Regions from separate parts of the Sus scrofa genome. Here all the other regions are linked to region 2. A link is a contact called in public Hi-C and HiChIP or PLAC-seq data. All regions are on one chromosome and are shown on one strand. The core of a region is the stretch at or near the end of the contact, and the rest is flanking DNA. Distances in the headings are between cores, read along the strand shown. Region 1 overlaps DLC1 (rho GTPase-activating protein 7). Region 2 has its middle 32 kb from the start of DLC1. Region 3 overlaps DLC1 (rho GTPase-activating protein 7). Region 4 overlaps DLC1 (rho GTPase-activating protein 7).

Region 1 (4,927 bases), core at 2,045-4,544, 170 kb after region 2:
TATTTTAAAAATTTAATCTTTTGTTTCTGGCAAAATGCTGAAGACAGTGTGATGTGGGCTCCTAACTTACCTATTTCTCAGTTCTGTAAAATGAGGATTAAACTGCCTGATAGGGTTATTATGAAGATCAAGTGTGAACTCTTTCTGAAAGGAGCAAAGCAAATCACTGTAAGCCATGGCTGTTACTTCCCTATTATTACTCATACCATAGCCATTCTCATCTGGAAGCTCCAAGCAGCTCAGCTGTGGAGGTAGCTGAGCAGATACAGCCATGATAGGCTGTTTTGATGTTAGAATGTCCCAGTGAGGAAACCCTGCAGTCCTGGGCCACCACACGTGTATGATTGGGCTTTAACCCTGAGACGCCAGACTTGGCCACGTGAGATCAACATGGTTTGTAAAGACCAGATCCATAGCTGAGGCAGCATTCTCAGATCTAGGCTACTACCATGACTACCAGTATTTTAATTCTAAGATCAGTGTATTACACTGAAGCCATTCAAGTTGAGAACAGAACAGAACAATAATTTAAAGTATCCACTTTATTTTCTTCCGGTGATTATATGATAGTTATTTATATTTAAAGCTTCACCTAATGGTTGAAAAGTAAAAACCTTGTGAAATATAGCAATCACATCATCAATTTGACATGAGGATATCTAGATATTTTGATATTAAGCAGAAAATATTTCAGTATATCCACCAGCCATACATGGATAACATGAGTTGAGTAACCCTTTTACTCTCATTTTATGATGTTTAATTTCTGAAACACATATAACTACTGAGGTCAGTCAAATTATAGGCAGAGGTAGATATAATCTAACATAATTTCAAATTAACTAATTTTATGTATTTATAAACAAATATATATTTATGAAGAAAATATTTTAAAATATTAATTTCTTTTTTTTTAACTCTACACATGCAGCATATGGAAATTCCCAGGCTAGGGGTCGAATCAGAGCTTCAGCTGAGGACTATGCCACAGCCATGGCAACACCAGATCCAAGCCACATCTGTGACTACACTGCAGCCATACCACATCCTTAACCCACTGAACGAGGCCAGGGATCAAACCTGACTACGTCAGGTCCTTATCCCACTGAGCCACAATGGAAACTCCTAAAAAATTAAATTTGCTTTACCTTTTTTCATTAAATAACTCTTCAAATGTTATTGTAGTCAATGCATTTTTATATAAGATTTCTAAAGACTGTCTCTCAAACAAAATTTGATGCTGGATGCAGCTGAGAACAAGTCAGGCTCAAGGGCAGAACAAGTCAGGCTTAAGGGCAAAACAAGTCTGATTAAGAAATAATCAATTAAAAAAAAGAAATAATAAATAGGGAGTTCTCATTGTGGCTCAGCCGGGTAAGGACCCAAACTTTTCTCTCTGATGATGTGGGTTCCATTCCTGGCTTACTCAGTGGGTTAAGGATCTGGTGCTGTAGCTGCAGCAATGAGGCTCTGATCCAGTGTTGCCATGGATGGCTGTGAAGGAGGCCCCATTTAAAGCTCTGATTCCACCTCTAGCCTGGGAACTTACATATGCCACAGGGAGACAGTAAGAAGAAAAAAAAATTAATTAATTAATTAATTAATTCAATGTGACTTAAACCAGGCAAAGATAATTTTATACCTTTGTTTCTCAAATATATTTACTATTTTCCTTCATCTTAAAGATATCTTAAGGAAATTTGACACACACACATACACACACATATATATGTATCTTTTATTTTATTGTGATGATGATATTATTTGGAAAAATTTGTTCTATGGCTGTTAATTTTGCAAGATTATTCAGAAAAACTTTTCCGACTTAAAATACAAACACTTCAAAATATTAAGTTATGTGCTCAAAAAAGAAAAAATGCTCAGAAAAATAAAGTGCATCATTTCAGTTAAAAATAAATTTACTTTTCAAATTCTAATATTAATTTTATTTTTATGCTAAACCTCTTAACTTTCATTACTTCTAATTTTAATATATTTTATTGCAGAATTTCTCCTTGATTCTTTAAGTACATATTTTCCTAAGTTAATAAGAAAATGATGTCAAAAGATGAATTATGTATTATGAATAAGATTCAGGACTAAAAACTGAGAATCCCAGTGGCACATATAATTGCTGAAACTTTCACAGAAATATAAATTTGGAGAAGTTTTTGATTGGGTATTACAGAGTTATAACTGCCACTAAGTCGAAAAGTATTCCTCAGTTAGACAATACCCTATTGTGTTCTTGATAAGATTTAATTTTTCTTCACATCACATCTCAACTTGCCACTAGCATGCAAAGGGACAACACAGGATTCACTCTTCCCATGTCAGATTCCTAAATCCTGAGCTATGTTTGTCAATATGCATACAATATCCAGTAATTAATACATTTTGAAAATTATACTTCTTGAGTTAATTAAAACAATACCAATACATTTTCTTCTTTGAAAGAGACAATTATCCCTCATTTGACACTGGAAATATTGATTCACGAATTTCAAAATGACCTTCCTTTGTTCTTTCTCTAGCAAAGGCAAAGCTTACCTCTATCTCTCCCTATTATATCAACTCCATCAGAGCTGAGCTATCTGCCAATCTCCACATCTCCAAAGACTATTATTTACTCAAGTCCAACTGTATACTTAGCTTTCTACATAAAAAGAGTCTTTGTCAAGCCCACTGATCTCTGATTCTAGGTCATTTCACAATACTGGGACGATTTTTCTTAATTGCTTCGTAAGGTTAACCTCTGGAATGATTGTGGCTTGTAAGGTACAAGATGTTCATTAAATTGGTTTTTTCAGTAATCCATGAAGTGCCAGCAAACTGGCCTTAACTGCCTGAGTTCATCTGGGTCTCAAAACCAAATGGCTAAAGGATTCAAGCGCAAATGCCCAAAAACCTTGGTCAAGCCCAGAAATGGTTGAGAAAAAATGGTGTTGCCTTCGTTGTCAAATCCGTTACTGTGCATTTGTAGCAGTATGTTAGAAATGACATCACCTGTGACCCCGAATGTTCTCAACCAAGATAGAGTGTTTCTGATTTAAAATGAACAAGTAAATACTGAACACTAAGGAGAAAGGAGAAGGGTGGGATTCATTTTAAGGATAACGTAGACACTACTCCTAAAAGAAATTTTAAGAGGAGAGAAACTATTCTTTCGATCCTGGGAAATCCCATGAATATCGCTTGAAAATACACTTCTATTCCAGGACTTCATGATTCATTACCAAGCTTTTTTCCGTTTGAGTGTCAGTGGATACCCACAGTGATGAAGCATAAGCTGAGCAATTGCGAAGGAGAGTGAGTCACCTGGTCAGAGGCCTGCCCAGCCATAATCACTGATGTTGAGCAAGTCCACTAGAGTTAGTTTCCAAGAAGAGTTTTATTTCAAAATTTGGGCTCATCAGAATAAAAAAAAAATTATTAACGTTTTAGTTATCCATAATGCCAATATCTTGGGCCTTGAATCTTTCACATACGTCACCATCCTGGGAATATGGTTTAGGAGGATTTACACATACACGATTCAAAAATATTTCAGAGCCTGATAGAATGCACATATAAGTTTTCTTAAAAATATGACTCATGGCTGCCCGATGGGAGAGGGAGGGAGTGGGAGGGATCTGGAGCTTGGGCTTATCAGATACAACTTGGAATAGATTTACAAGGAGATCCTGTTGAGTAGCATTGAGAACTATGTCTAGATACTCATATTGCAACAGAACAAAGGGTGGGGAAAAAATGTATACATGTAAGAGTAACTTGCTCCCCATGCTGTACAGCGGGAAAATAAATAAATAAATAAATATAGAATTTAAAAAAAAAAAGAAAAAATATGAAAGCAACAGGGCATTTTAAAGTTTGAGATTAGTTTGCAAAGTATGCTCAAAGGATCAGGAAAACCAAATTGGCAGGTCTCATTGAAAAGAAAAAAAGACATAAAATTTAAAAAATAAAAATAAAAGGCAAGCAACTGCAACCACATCATCCATTCCAGAATAGCAGTTAACACTAGAAAAAAAATTATTTTCTGATTTGTACCTAAATCTTAGCCTATCCTCTGCATAAACGAAAACTGACAATCTCTAGGAAGATTATTTTATTGTACTATTTATCACCCAGAAGAAATAAAGGCAGTATCTAACAAGCAACTTTTTTTTTTCTAAAATAGTATTGAGGGGCAGAAAACAGCAAAGGCTCTGAAGTCGGATAACATGGACAAAAATCCCATCTTCCCACATCTGGTCAATAAAGATGAAAAATGTGAAAATATATGAAAGATAAATGCTTTATAACCACGCATTCACCTGAACCAAATCTAAAACATGCCAAATAGATAGCACTCAATGTCACAAAGAGTTAGTCGTATAAATCATGTACTTAATAAGAAAACATTAGAATTACATGAATGCACAAAAATGTTTTCTAAAAATAATGTTGGAGATGAATTGACTTCCAAGGGCATCATTTTATTTCTAGGGCAAACGAATTGTATTCTGATTCTAAAAATATCAACATTTGAAAAATAGGTTGCTAGTAAGTTGAATTTATAGCATACATGTTACTCAATGCAGTGAAGCCTGGAGCCCTGAACACAGTAAAAGTTTGGGGAACCATTTTAAAGTCACAAGAAACATGAGAACTGAGGCCTAGTTGTTTCATTGTTGTTGTTTTCTTTTTCTCTGGCTTTTGTTTTGTTTTAATTTACACGGGGCCGAAATTTTTGCCTCAAGTGCATGATGATTTAAAACTTAGTCATGACTAAATGAACAAACCCAGGCCATGGTTTCCAATAACAGTTCTTCCCATTTGGAAGGGTTTGTAGAAATCAAGAGATAAAAACATAAAATGAATGTTATTTTTTCATTCCTCACAATTTGAAAATAACAGAGAAAGAAAACAAGTAAGTATTTAAAAT
Region 2 (4,863 bases), core at 1,241-3,740:
CCTGCTGGAAACAGCAATCTTTTCACTCTTTTTTTTCTCTTGATTTCCCTTTTTGAATTCCTTTTGTCATATCAGCCTAAAAAGGACTTAAGGCATGTTTCTGTGCCCACTAAAAGCTCCTGCCAAAGATAAGCAAAGAATAGGAAAAATTGGAATAGCCTTGTTAGATTTCTGTCATTATGGATAATTGAGCTTTTTATAGTATGATTTAATTTTTACAATTAAAAAACAGAGAAAAGAACTACCGTGGTTGAAAAAAGTTCTACTGCTCTGTTAAAATTTATTTTCTAGTCTACCAAAAATAATCAGATCAATAACATGTTTTTTAAAAATTATGGAAGATACAAGATATTTTGGAAACCAAGGAACAGATTAGTTGACTGTTTCATTTGGGGTTTTTCTTTCACTCACTTTTCAAACTGGAGTTTGTGAGTTTGCCTGATAAAGTTCAATCAACTGGCTCAATAGAGAAGTGTAATCTAGCTTCCTGTGTCCAAGTAAGATTTTTAGTAACACCTTTTAAAATGATGAGATGGCAATTACCTCCTGTACCTCATACCAGTTCAAAATGAAATGAAATTCAAATCCATTACTTGGTTAAAAGGTCACATTCTAGTCCATCTTTGCCAAAATTAAACAACGCTGTAGTTTCCCAGGAATTCCCTATGTTTACAAGTCTTAAAAAATAATTATTCAAGGACATTTCAAAAGTTTGCATTAATTACCAAGAGAAAAAGACATTTTAAGAATAGCATAATAAGTCATAATAAGATCTCCCAAGTACATAAAGTGTTAGGGATGTACAGGAGTTGGTGACCAGCTTGGTTTCCACCAGGAAGGGTGCCTGACTGCAGATCTCCAAGGGCCTTGGCAAAGCCAGTGACCATGCCCTTCCTCAACACCCATGGAAATCCAGCAACCATCTAAGAGGGTGCCTGGAAAAAGATGCCCTGTAGGAGCAGTAATTTAACCTTTTAAAAATTAGGTTTTAAATGTTTTAAAAATTAAGTCCAGGGGCTTTGGGAGCACCTCTCCATTAACCCAAATACTTGCAGCATATTCTAAGTTACAATCATGCATATCATGCATGGAAAAAAATAGTGTGAGAAAGAACAGCTTGATCTTCAAGTAAAGGGTTGACGTCTAAGGATATTTTCTAAGGATTTCAGAAATGAAATGCACTCTCAGATGGCTGCTTTACCATGTTTGATAAGTTAAGGGAGATCATCATCATCCACATATATCCTTTTCTCTCCCCCTCCTCTTCCTTCTCCTTTCCCAGTTCTCCATATGTTTTCGCCTATATGTTTTGTGATTTGAAAGTTCCTAGTGTGTAACTATGTGGGGAAGGCAACATATTCCACAGCAATTGACTCTAATGGATATTATTCCAAATTGCGCTTCCCTGCAACATGCAAAAATTGTGAACTTGATACATCTTAACTGAAAGAGGCACAGAAAGCAGTTAATAAATATTGGTCAAGGCCAGCCTCCTAGAGTATGCCATCCCCGTCTCCATGTCCCAGCCATCACCAGATCGTTATGTGACATTTGAGAATTTGGAGGTCATATACAATTATCTCCAATGTAATAAAGTGGGTTAGAGTAAACATGGGGTGATCAATTAAAGGATAACTTAATCAGAAAGTACCCTTGCCTAAATACTGGGTGCTCTCTCTCTTGCAGTTGGCCATTAAGAACATTATTTGAGAATTGCATAATTATGTAGATCAAAAATGGAAATTGTGTGACAGGTCAGAGGGAAAAACAAGGACGTCAAAATAGAAGAAATCAACCCAAGGATTCTGGATTTTATAGCACCTTCCCAGGGCAAAGTAACCAAAATCAATGTCAAAGTATATCATCCTGATTCCAGGGCATGTTTTAAATGTGCAGAAACTGGATCCAAGTAAACATTTAATAAATATCTACTTTTTTAAAAAAGTAAATAGCTCTGGTCAGAGTCTGCTTGTTCCTTTCCATGGTCCCTCAGAGATGTGAAAGTTCTTGGATCGCTTTCAGGTTCATGCCTTCATAGTCACATGCCATGGAAGTTATTATTGGCCAAGAAATAAGTGCATGCCAATTCAGTTTGTGCAATATTAATGCTCTGGAATGTAAAAAGTGCCAACCATATGAACATATTGCTACAAATAATCTTGAATAATAAAGATCATATTTTTTAACCTTAATACAAGTTTATTTCAATTAAAAATCATCCAGAAGTGAATGGATAACCTGACATCAAGAAATGGCAATATATAAAACATAATCGATTAGTAGCCTTAATTTACTTTGCTATGTGATTCATCACTAACAACTTTTGAATATCCCTGATATATAGTGAATTGAAATCTCAAGCTACTGAATAGTTATTTGATGTTAACAAAGAACAGATTATATTCAGATCTTGTGCAGTTTATAGTGCATCTGATTTTTATTAGTGTTTGGCTGGTTGCTTCCTTAATTCTTCCAATTTTTTTTTTTTTTTACTAAAGTTGTTCTCAGTTGAGTTTAGCAAGCAAGATGAGCTCTCATTTTATTATCAAAGTTTCCAGCACATAATAATAAAAAGCTATGATGTAGTTGTATAAATATCCCAATTGCCTAGCAATAAGAAAGAACATACAAATAAGATAAATAATTATCAACTGAGGCACACTCCAGGAAATTATCCCAGTGTTTTTCTTTTTCAATTCTAAATCTATTGCTTTTTTTCTTCCAAGGTAATGGCACCATTTCTATTTGGAATACAGATATACTTTTTATCACATTCACATTTTTACTGAGTAGTTATAGATGGATATATTAGGTAGATATATTAAGAAAAACAGTATCATAATTAAAAATGTTTGAACATATCTAATGTTTCAGAAATTCTATTACTAATTAGCAATAACAGACTTTTTGTTTGTTTGTTTGTTTTTTAGGGCCACACTCAGGGCATATGGAGGTTCCCAGGCTAGGGGTCTAATAGGAGCTACAGCTGCTGGCCTACGCCAGAGCCACAGCAATGCCAGATCTGAGCCGCATCTGCGACCTACACCACAGTTCACAGCAATGCAGGATCCTTAACCCACTGAGCAAGGCCAGGGATGGAACCTGTAACCTCATGGTTTCTAGTCGGATTCGTTTCCGCTGCGCCACAAAGGGAAATTCAGTAGCAGACTTTTTTTAATGTTTCTTTAAGAAATACACAAAACAGCGTTCCTGTTGTGGTGCATCGGAAAGGAATCCGAATAGAAACCAAGAGGTTACGCGTTCCATCCCTGGCCTTGCTCAGTGGGTTAAGGATCCTGCATTGCCGTGAACTGTGGTGTAGGTCGCAGATGCGACTCAGATCTGGCATTGCTGTGGCTCTGGCGTAGGCCAGCAGCTGTAGCTCCTATTAGACCCCTAGCCTGGGAACCTCCATATGCCATGAGTGTGGCCCTAAAAAGCAAAAAAAAAAAAAAAAAAAAAAGAAAGAAAAAAAGAAAAGAAATACACAAAACATACATGTGGTTTAAAAACTCAAATATTTCTAGAAAATCTAGAATTAAAAACAAGTTGCAGTCCTAATCACTATTTTTCTGTTTCTGCTTTCAGAGACAAAAATCATTTGTTGTTCTCAATTCATTATCTGGTGATTATCTCTTCATTTCTGAATCATGTATTTATACTGAGGTTTTTGTTTTGTTGATTACTGACATTATTTATTGAGTTTCTAACAGGAAAAGAGAGAATTCACCTATCCTAAGCTTTAGTTTTCCTGCTCCTTCTTTCCAACAGTAATTCTTTGCTTATAGATGCTTCCCTGGTTACTGTTGCAACTTTAAAAAATCGATTTAAACCACTTTTTCTTGATCCATTAATGATAGGAAATGAGGAACTTTGTGAAATGAGGAACTTCTCTTTCCTACCTTTCCTTCCATTCTCCTTTCCCTTTCACATATGTCAACTATGCATTTAAGTTTTATATCAGCAGAGTTGATAATAGCTATGTTCTGCTCTGTCTGGTTAATCTCTGAAATGGGTCAATTAGTGGAGTTTATCAACAACAAAAAATTTTTTTAAATCTCTACTCACTTGCATCATATTCTCAAGTTTTTCTAAAGTTTCAATCGTATTTTAGACCACCTATTTTTACCCCCAGAGAGGTTAGTCACAAATAATTCCATCAATGCTTCTCATTCTGGTTTTGTGGGCCTACTGCCTATCTGACCATCTAAGAAGTCCCTTTAATGTTACTTCAGGTTGGCTCTACTATTTCCTAAATCCTATTTTTCCCTCATGAAACTATGCAATATCATTTTATATCACTAATATTCTTCACTTTTTAAAATATTTAATAGTTGGAGATTGCAGTGATCCTCTATGCCTCTTAAGTTTTCTGTCACTATATCTAGTCTGTCCTATATTCTAGAAGTTTGACCTCAATTTATTTTCTAAGACTTCATTTTTATTTTAAAAAAAGTTTTTATTATCCAAAAGATTTCTTTATGTCCTGATTGTGTTCCCTCAAAAGTGTAGCTGAAAGCACATATATGTGTTAAAATTCCACAAACTTCAAATATGTGTATTTTATCTTATGTAACTTATGTTTCAATAAAGGCTTTACAAGCTGGAAAAAGTCCATTTATCTCCATTTTTATTGTTGGGTATTACTTTCTCATTCTTCTGAAATATCTTTATTGATGATTTCTTTATTTCTACCCTTGTCAGTCTTGAAAAATATCCTCCACAGCTTGTAATAAACATCTTTTAGCATGTGCCCACATCATGTAAGGCTTCCCACTGGATACAGAATAGAATCTAGACACTGGCATAGACCAGAAGGTCTAGCTAAAGTCTGACTTTCTCTCTGATGACATGTCACGAATT
Region 3 (4,620 bases), core at 1,417-3,916, 150 kb after region 2:
TCCAACATAGTGTCTGTGAGGATGTGGGTTCCATCCCTAGCCAGGCTCAGTGGATTAAGAATCTGGCATTGCCATGAGATGCAGTGTAGGTTGCAGATACATCTCAGATCTGGTGTTGCTCTGCCTGTGGTGTAGGCCGGCAGCTGCAGCTCTGATTTGGCCTCTAGCCTGGGAACTTCCATATGCCACAGATACGGCCCTAAAAAGAAAAAAAAAAATCCATCTTTCTGTTTCATCTGGATGTTTACTCATAGATTCCACCTGAGCATAGAGTATCTGTCTTAGTCTACTCAGGTGCTAACCAAATTACAATAGGTTGGGTCCTTAAACAATAGACGTTTATTTTCTCACAGTTCTGGAGGCAAGAAGATCATGTGCCACTATGACCCAGTTCTGGTGAAGGCTCTCTTCTAGGCCTTCAGGTGGCCACCTGCTCATCATGTGTTTATATGGTGGAGAGAGGAAGCCCTGGTGTCTCTTCCTCTTCTATGAAGTTACCAATCCTTTTGTGGGGGCTCCAGCCTTGTTAATACTATCTAAACCTAATTATATGATTCCCTGCTGTAGGAAAATAGAGCATCTCTATGAAAACTTTGTGCAGCTAAAACAGCATACAGCTAAGAAGCAATTACCTTAGGACACATCTTGCTAATGGAATCACAAAATAAGTCAAGATGAAGCACAGAGGTTCACCGACACAGTTCAGAGCTATGGGGCTTGATGCTGAGTGTAGTTCCTGGGGAAGGAGCGTGGCAGTGCCATCCCACTGCTCTGGGTGCCTCTATAATGGTTGCAAAACCAAGAGTAAAAACTATTTTCACTTTTTGCATAAAAGCAAAAATCTCTTTCCAATTTCTTTCAGTTAGTGAAAACAAGTACTAATATAGGTCTTCCTTAAAAGCAAAGTTGGGTAAATCAAATTTTCAAAAAGCCAGGGCTGCCTATACTTCCCCTAGGCCCTCCTCCTAATGCCATCATATTGGGAGTTAGGACGTAAGCACATGAATTAGGAGTGAGGGGCATTCATTTATCAGGTGGGCATATTACACTGAGCTCCACACTCCAGTGTTCACCATCACATGGTCTGGCCTCTGATGGTTCCTTGGAGATGTTGCAGGTTTGGTTCCAGAGAACTGCGATAAAGCAAATATTGCAATGAAGCAAATCACATGAATTTTTTGGTTTCCCAGTGTATGTAAATGTTATGTTTACGCTGTAGAGTAGTCTATTAAGTGTGGGATAACATTTAGTCTTTAAAAAAAAAAATGTACATACCTTCATTTAAAAATGTTTTACTGCTTAAAAATGTCAAAACAATTACAAGAGTAATGTAAAAGATCACTGATCACAGATCCACACAACAAATACAATAATAAAAAAGCAAAGTATCACGAGAATGACAGAAATGTGACAGAGGCAGGAAGTAAGCAGATGCTGTTGGCAAAATGGCGCCCATAGGCTCTCTCCACACAGCATTTCCACAGACCTTCAATTTGTTAAAAAACTGCAATATCTGCAAAGAACAAAAAGGCAAAGCACAGTGAAACGAGGTACGCCTGTATTTGTCTTTTCGACTAAAACCTCTTTAAGGTAAAGACAGGTTTTTCTTTTTTCCTTACTCCTACAGTGACTAGTATACAGGCACTCTGTTAATATGTACTTATAGATCGGTAGACTCTTTGTGGTGCTGAGTGAAAGGTTTTACCAAAAAGAAAAAATAAACTTAATAAAAAGGGCTATGTGTTAGCAGAGTGCTATAATATCTGCATTAAAACCATCAGTGTGTTACAACATAATTTAATTTTTTAATAGTCAGTCTTTGTGTTTGTTCTGAATAGGGAATCTCTGTTACTGCAAGAAATGTTTGAATCACCCTTTAGCAAGTGGCATAGTTTTGTTTAACATGCATGCAATCGCTGCCAATTGCAGCCCAGGGATGGCTCTCCCCAATGAAGCATGACCCAGCAAACCCGTAGGGGGTTTCAACTATGTCCTCAGAGACAAATGCTAAAGATTTCTGGGGACAGGCCAAGCCTAACAGGGGGTGAAGAATTCCAAAGGATTAATGGCCATGAATTCAAGATCGTTAATTAATTCCTACACAAGGATATGAGTTAATTTCATACTGTTTGGAGTAAGTTATAGAAAACTAAACATTGAATGAAAACATAAATATTTCTGACATTCTCCATCTTCTCCCTCCCTCCCTCATTCTCCTCCTCTAAGAAAATGAACAACCACCCCCTTCACTCAGTGTATGTATACATACATGTAAGTCTGTAGTGAGAACAGCTATCGTTTCTTCTGGAAGGAGACTCAGATTCCTAAGGTGAAGGACACTGCTCCCGGCCTCCCAACCATTCCCTGGGAAAGTTAAAAATAAGTTCCGCTGAAAAAAATAAGTTGGCACTTGTTATTTGAGAAAATTACTTTATTCCAGGAACTGCCTCATGTAGCAGAAATTTATTTACCATCTGTGTGGACTTTAAAAATTTTCCATCTTAACTGATACACAACTGAAATAGAAACAGACTTTCCGTGCGTAGGTTTTCCACAGGCCTCAATTTTTTAAAGGGTGTTAGCTAAGAAACTTTGGGGATTTTTGTGGTCCCAGAGTGGGAGAGCTTCATGACTGCCCCTCAGCCCTGAGATCTCCTTCGGGGGAAAGGCCTCGTGCTGATGTCACCCAAGGAAGTGGGTGGGAGTAGATGGGGCGAGGGAATCTGCAAGGAGCCTTCCAGGGACTTTGCTGAAAGCCATTCTTTATACTAAAAGGCCATTAGAATAGTTACCTAGCACATAATGCTCAAATAACAAAATAAAAATAAAAGTCCCTTGGGTAATAAATTACTTTTTTCTGACTCACTTTTAAGTGATATCAGATAAAGCAAATGTGCTTTCCTTTTATTCAGCTGTATCAAGGAATTGTTTTATTCAAATATTGCATTAAATTCTTCTACAAGTAGAATTAGCTTTGTTCACTAAGGAAAAAAAATGGAGCTGGATGGATGACTGAACACAAGCTGATTTATTGTTAGGCAGTGCTTTATATAAATGAGAGAAAAATCAAGGGACATCCAATTGCCACTTTTTATACAAAATAAGCTGCCCTGTCCAGATGTTATCCTAGAATACTGAGCTATTATACCACTGTTCTGGTGGATAAAAACTAGAGTCGCCTATATATTTAATTCTTTTCACAATTTATGCTTTCCCTTCGGAAAAACTCAAGGGCTTTAGATAATTTAAAGATCTGCATAGATTTTAGCAAAGCAATATCATACTTCCATAGCCATGCAACTTGAACAACTAAAGTTGTTTAGAAGGTCAAAATCATGTCAAATTAGGAAGGTTATGTATTTCAGTAATATTTATCATTATTTCTTATTGAAATATTTCATGTTAATCTTAACATGAAATACAAATTTCATGTTAACAATACAATAACAAATACAAACTTCAATAAAAAGTTTAGGATATTGCAAATCACACTATCTATACTTTATCTTTGAAATTCCTATAATTTCTGCTATTTGAGCATTAGCTATCTGCCAGCACCAGATCCAGACTCTTTATGTGTATTATCTCATTTAATCATCATTAACAACTTACACATTACATAGAAAGTGGTAGATGAAAAAACTAAGGCATTGACAAATAAGGAACATAATTCCAGGTCACAGAGCAATTAAATATCAGAGCTTTTGTTCAGAACTTGGTGAGTTAGGGCTCCAAATCTCATTATTCTGGACATGGTGTGGGCACTAGGACCAGGCATTAATGTGAAAACCCAATTCTAATGGAATACATAGGATCTTTTAGAAAAGCTATATTGATCTCACTTTTTAAGGCTTTATTTAAAATATAGATGACTTCCAGAACTTCCAAGACTGTGGTTTATTTATAAAATCGAAAAAAAAAAGGAAAAGGAACTTTTACTCTTTGACCTATGCATTGGAATGTGGGCCTATGGAAATCTTACAGACAGCGCTACTCTTCAGAGCATAATCACTGTGCAGTTCTTTCTCACTCCTAGAAAGCTGGGCTGCTGCACAAAATTCATAAAAGATAGAAAGGGCAAGAGAGTGGATTCTGGAAAGAGACAAAATTCAGTTTGATTCTTGGATCTCGCCACATATTAGATTGTGACACTGAGGAAGTTATTTCATCTGCAGTTGCATCTATTGGCAGAGTTAGGGTAACAGTGAGTCCTAAGCATGGAAAATTATTATCACAAAATCTGTCACAAGGGAGACAAATAAATGAATTCCTATGCAAGAACATGCATTAATTTTATACTGTTTAGAGTAAGTTGATGATGATGATCTGACTCATGGGAATTGATAATGAAAGGGGTTGGTGTTACTAGGAAAATATGAGAAGTAGTATACATGTAACTGAATTCCACATATTCTTTAAAAACAATTGCTTCTGCGAGAACAAAAACTCTGATCACATCCTCATTCTACCTCCCCTCAGCATCAGTGTGTTATTGCTTTGCACAATCATTTTTTACTTTTTATTTGTTTTACAATCAAAAAGAATATGGAATTGAAGTGAAAAAGCAAAGTTGAGAGGCTAATCTCTTAAATTGCTGCTGTGTCTTGTGTAAGTTGGCCT
Region 4 (4,907 bases), core at 1,713-4,212, 230 kb after region 2:
ATTCCACATGTCAGTGATAGCATTTGATGTTGGTGTCTTATTGTATGGCTGACTTCACTTAGCATGATAATTTCTAGGTCCATCCATGTTGCTAAAAATGCTGATATTTTGTTCATTTTAATGGCTGAGTAATAGTCCATTGTATAAATGTACCACATCTTCTTGATCCACTCCTGTCGATGGACATTTAGGTTGTTTCCATGTCTTGGCTATTGCAAATAGTGCTGCAATGAACATTGGAGTACATGTGTCTTTTCAAGTCATGGTTTTCTCTGGATAGATGCCCAGGAGTGGGATTACTGGATCAAATGGTGCTGGGAAAACTAGACAGCCACATGTAGAAGAATGAAATTAGAATACTCCCTAACATCGTACACAAAAATAAACTCAAAATGGATTAAAAACCTAGATATAAGACCAGATACTATAAAACTCTTAAAGGAAAACATAGGCCAACACTCTCCAACATAAAGGACAGCTACATGTTCTCAGATCCACCTCTTAGAGTAATGACAGTAAAGTCAAAAATAAACAAATGGGACTTAATTAAACTTAAAAGTTTCTGCACAGCAAAGGAAATCCAGTCAACTTCTTGATTAGTAAATTCCTTCAAAGGAAAATCTATTCATGCTCATGAAAACAACTCCAATTGTTTCCTTTTTACCATAGATTGCTTCATCCATTTTATTTTGTTGTTATGTTGATTCATTTTGAAAATTCTACCTTTGTGTATATACTGCAGTAATTTACTGAATGGGTATTTACCAAATCATTCATACTGTGAAATGCAGAGAATCATACACACAGGAAGTAATAACAATCAGTCAGTGCTGTTCAGACTGTGTGTTCTGGGCATCCCCATAACTGCCTTCCCCCATTTACCCCAGTCAGACTTATTTACTTTAATCCCTTTTATATATTAGCCTTCTGATTAAGATCTTCTTTGATCAATCCATAGGATTAAATTTCTTTAAATCCTTAAACAAATTATGTGGGTGAGAAAAATATTGGGGAATTTTTTCTTGGGTCCAGACAGCCTCTTATTATATATGTCTGCTACATTTCCAAAAGCATCCTGGTGAAGCTACCCCTAGAACTTCTCTGCTGCCGGAGGGGCATGTTCACTGCTAAAGTTTCATCATCACTAAGTCATGAGATCTGAGTGCCATGAAACAAAAACAGGAGTTCCTGTAGTGGTGCAGCGGAAACGAATCCGACTAGGAACCATGAGGTTGCTGGTTTGAACCCTGGCCTTGCTCAATGGGTTAAGGATCCAGCGTTGCCATGAGTTGTGGTGTAGGTTGCAGATGTGGCTTGGATCTGGCGTTGCTGTGGCTGCAGTGTAGGCCGGCAGCTATGGCTCCGATTAGACTCCTAGCCTGGGAACCTCCATATGCCACAGGTGCAGCCCTAAAAAAACAAAAAAAAAAAAAAAGAAAAGAAAAGAAACAAACACATTTGGGAGAGAGCAGACTCCAGATCAGAGCAACTTGACTTAGCCTGTATCTGGAATTTCTGCTGGTCCAGATCATTACATTCTATAGTTCAGACATCAGACTGTAGATAGTTTCACTTTTTTTTTTTTTTACTGTCTATTGGGGAGTCAAATCAGAATTTTAAATAACTTTAGATTGATAAAAACATTTAGAATTCAGAGCTAATTTAATTTCCACTTAAATGTATTTGCTACACAAATATTTACTAAGTATTAAATTTTACATTTTGAGCTTCATGAATATATCAAGATTGGGCAATCTTCTCCCTACTTATAGCAAACTTATAGATTTTTCTGTATTAAATGGAATATTATTAACACTATGATGTTAATATATTAACATTATTATTAACAATACTATTAACAATATTATTAATACCATGATGTCTACATATATTTTTGTCAGCATTTTTAATATTCTCTTATATAGTTACATTGACCAAAAAGACTTGCATATTTGTTAGAGAGAATTTTTTCATTTCTAGTAAATATGAATTTTTAAAATATGTATTAGACATTTGAACAACTTACCTTAATCAGAATGTAAAGAACATTATTAGCCATGTGTAATATATCTAACAGATATATTCATGTCCTTATGAAATTATTCTACATTTTATTAAACAAAGCCTTTCTAATTTATAATGTAGCTGAACTCTAATACTTTTAAAGTTATGAACATTAATGTTATGAAACAATTCTTTTTTTTTTTTCAAAAAAAAATTAAACTGTAAGAACTCAATATGGCCACTGTGCTAGGCACTAGGATAAAATTTAAGGAAAAAAAGATGGGGAAATTACATGATTGGAATCTTTGGAATCAGACTCTGGGGCCAAAAATTGCCCAGAGTAGCTTTATTGGTGAGTGTTCTTGGGAGATGGACATGCATGGAAGTGAGGAAGGCAGAGGGCGGAGTTGGTTGAGCTACAATGCAGTAACAATTACAGCCTCAGCTGATTCTCTGGAGCTCTCTGGAGCTTGTGTGGCCCTTCAGGGTTGTCCCAAATTGAGACAAGGAGGTTGGATCCCTGCACCAGTCAACTATGGGTCTTATGCTGCCCCTAGAAAGTGATGTAATATTGAATGAGGCAGTCCTGGCTGTGAAGGGCATTTCTCAGGGGAAACAGCTGCAGCCATTGGCAGCCACTTTTCCCAGCAGTAGGGGAATTGATGCATTAGCCCTAGGAGCAGCTGCTTAGACCACACATGTCATGGCCTTCAGCTTCACGGGGAGCAGTCTGTGATGAAAGAAACAGAGACCCAAATATGTGGTTATGAAAAGATGTACTTAGTACCATATTAAAGTCATTAGCAAATCTAAGTTTGAATGTTAAAAAAATGTATTATTTCTTTCAGAGAAGTTGGGAACCCTTAGGTAAGACTTCCCAGAGGCATTGACAATGGAATGTGGTCTTTCCCAGATGACCAAAAAAGAAGAGAAATAACATGTAATGAGCATCAGAAAACAAAAATATTAGTCCACTCAGGGTATATTGAGCAATCTAGCTTGAGAAAAGAATGGGATACATAACTACACCTAGCAGAAAAGGCAGCTAGAATAGCCTTTGGACGAATTTGTGGATAACTTTCAATACCCTGACCAAAACATATACCTTAAGAGAAATATGGGGATGGCTTTTAAACGAGAAAATAAAGTCATTTGGTTTATATTTTAAAGAACGAGAATCTCACAAATGCAGGAAAAAAAGCAGAATCAGAGTGTGGGGTTTTAGGAGACATCAGAAGGAGCTGGGAAGAGCAGATAAGCTTTTGTGATAATGATTTAGGCCCAGGAGAGTGGTGGCCTGAAGAGAACAGTGATAAGGAGCAGAGAAGATACACTAGTGGAAGTAGAACTGATAGTGTTTTGCAAAGGAGGAGAGAAGGAAGGATTAAAGGTGGATTCAAAATTTATATCTTGGAAAAGCAAGTAAATGGCAGGGTCACTAAGAGAATAGAGAAGCAGAAGTAGGTATGAGAAGAAAAATCAGTGCTTTTTTTAATAAATCAACCTTATTAAGATATGATTTACATGTTATAAAATGTACCCATTTAAGTACACATGCTTCTAGGATGTTTTTGGCAATAATGGAAGGAAGGAATAACAGAGGCTAGTGGAAGACGTTTTATTGAGGGAAGATTTATTATCTTTTTCTGTATCTTTTTTTTAGGGATGTGATAATGTGTTAAATATGTACCTCCTATTGGAATGAAATCACAAAACAAATTAATTTTTTCTTACCCTTTCCACAACAAGCACCCATAGCAGCTGCTTTTCTCCCTCCCTCGCTTAGACAAAAACTCAGGGACTCCCACAGCTCTTTCTAGATACTGTTAAGTAATGCAGTCATTTTAAATTCCATAATATAGCAGGCTTGAATCAGAAATGAAAAAGTTCGATCCCTTTAATAATCAACATTTCAGTCTTCCTTTATCTGTAAGGCTTCTCCCCATTCCACTAGTCCATCCTGCGAAATGCAGGTGTCTGCCTGCAGCCAGGAAAGATTAGAGATAGAGAGTCAGCTTCCTTTTCCTTTCTAGCTTACCGTATACATCACTTGCTAGCAGCTATGTCATGGGATGTGAAAGGAAGAGGAGAACAGGAAACTCCTACTGCAGAGCATAAGGTTCTATGGGTCTAGAAGATGTTCAAGAATCTCTCACCCACTCTATCAGTTCTCTTTTGCAATACAAACTTTAGGGTTTAGATCAGAACTTCATTTTAACATGCTATCACAGGGGTCTGTGTCCTGAGATGTGATTAGGACTGCCAGGGAACACACTTCTTCTCTAAAGCTATCTGAGAAATAAGCATACTGAGCAAGATAAAACCACAAGTTCAAGGTTATTGTGGTACTTTTTGGTCATTGACTGAAACTATATTCAGACAGGACTAAAGATAGGTACACACAACCCAAAACTAGATGAGTACCACCCTTCAGTTCCTTGATTGGCCCAGCCAAAGGTATGACTTATATCCCCCTTATGAGGGGAAAATATTTAAAAGTAAGTTTTTTTAAATACATTAAGTCAGAACACATTACAAAGTATTACAAAATAGCCTATACGTTGACTTCAGTTGAGCTCTAAATAAACAAATTTGAGCACAATAAAAAGAACTGATGATGATAGATGTTTAAAATGAATAATTACATTCTTGCAGAGAGAATTAAAAAAAAATGTAAGTGTTTAGAAGTTTGCCTAGACTTTCTTTTTTTTGTATTTTGGGGGGTGTACATGACATAAGTTTTTGTCATCATTGGCTTGATTTCTTTCTTCCTCAGTTCCAACAAGTACTGAAGAAACATCCTTCTGTATGAGTCCATTTCTTGGGAATTGTGATGGGGAAGAGGTTTAATGCAGTGACCAGGGATGGATTCTGCCTGGCCAGGGGTTCTGGACATTCAGTTT

Evidence for each region. A called contact is a pair of places that touch in the nucleus more often than the background predicts. HiChIP or PLAC-seq counts read pairs in DNA pulled down with a chosen protein or histone mark.
Region 1: a contact with region 2 is called in a Hi-C map of adipose tissue, with 3 times the contacts expected there. The contact joins two enhancer-like sites. A contact is called at or near these places in 5 of 47 Hi-C or Micro-C datasets (adipose tissue, embryonic fibroblasts, heart right ventricle and 1 more) and 1 of 2 datasets of contacts at active chromatin or transcription factors (skeletal muscle).
Region 3: an H3K27ac HiChIP or PLAC-seq map of skeletal muscle shows a contact between it and region 2, with 7 times the contacts expected there. The contact joins two enhancer-like sites. A contact is called at or near these places in 3 of 47 Hi-C or Micro-C datasets (embryonic fibroblasts, heart right ventricle and skeletal muscle) and 1 of 2 datasets of contacts at active chromatin or transcription factors (skeletal muscle).
Region 4: an H3K27ac HiChIP or PLAC-seq map of skeletal muscle shows a contact between it and region 2. The contact joins two enhancer-like sites. A contact is called at or near these places in 1 of 5 promoter capture datasets (liver), 28 of 47 Hi-C or Micro-C datasets (adipocytes, alveolar macrophages, brain and 16 more) and 1 of 2 datasets of contacts at active chromatin or transcription factors (skeletal muscle).

The regions. Positions count from the first base shown.
Region 1 is chr17:1,499,703-1,504,629 of Sscrofa11.1, reverse strand. All of the region lies in intron 2 of DLC1 (rho GTPase-activating protein 7), which reads left to right. Among named protein-coding and RNA genes, the nearest start is that of C17H8orf48, 110 kb to the left of the region's middle. Within about 2 kb of position 3,294, at least 8 of the 83 cell types and tissues checked have an H3K27ac peak or open chromatin away from gene starts, as enhancers often do. A contact at or near this core is called in adipose tissue, where this site is marked.
Region 2 is chr17:1,666,953-1,671,815 of Sscrofa11.1, reverse strand. No RefSeq gene overlaps it. Among named protein-coding and RNA genes, the nearest start is that of DLC1, 32 kb to the right of the region's middle. Within about 2 kb of position 2,490, at least 11 of the 83 cell types and tissues checked have an H3K27ac peak or open chromatin away from gene starts, as enhancers often do. A contact at or near this core is called in adipose tissue and skeletal muscle, where this site is marked.
Region 3 is chr17:1,520,542-1,525,161 of Sscrofa11.1, reverse strand. All of the region lies in intron 2 of DLC1 (rho GTPase-activating protein 7), which reads left to right. Among named protein-coding and RNA genes, the nearest start is that of C17H8orf48, 87 kb to the left of the region's middle. Within about 2 kb of position 2,666, at least 15 of the 83 cell types and tissues checked have an H3K27ac peak or open chromatin away from gene starts, as enhancers often do. A contact at or near this core is called in skeletal muscle, where this site is marked.
Region 4 is chr17:1,434,661-1,439,567 of Sscrofa11.1, reverse strand. The region is part of intron 4 of DLC1 (rho GTPase-activating protein 7); the gene reads left to right. Among named protein-coding and RNA genes, the nearest start is that of C17H8orf48, 170 kb to the left of the region's middle. Within about 2 kb of position 2,962, at least 4 of the 83 cell types and tissues checked have an H3K27ac peak or open chromatin away from gene starts, as enhancers often do. A contact at or near this core is called in skeletal muscle, where this site is marked.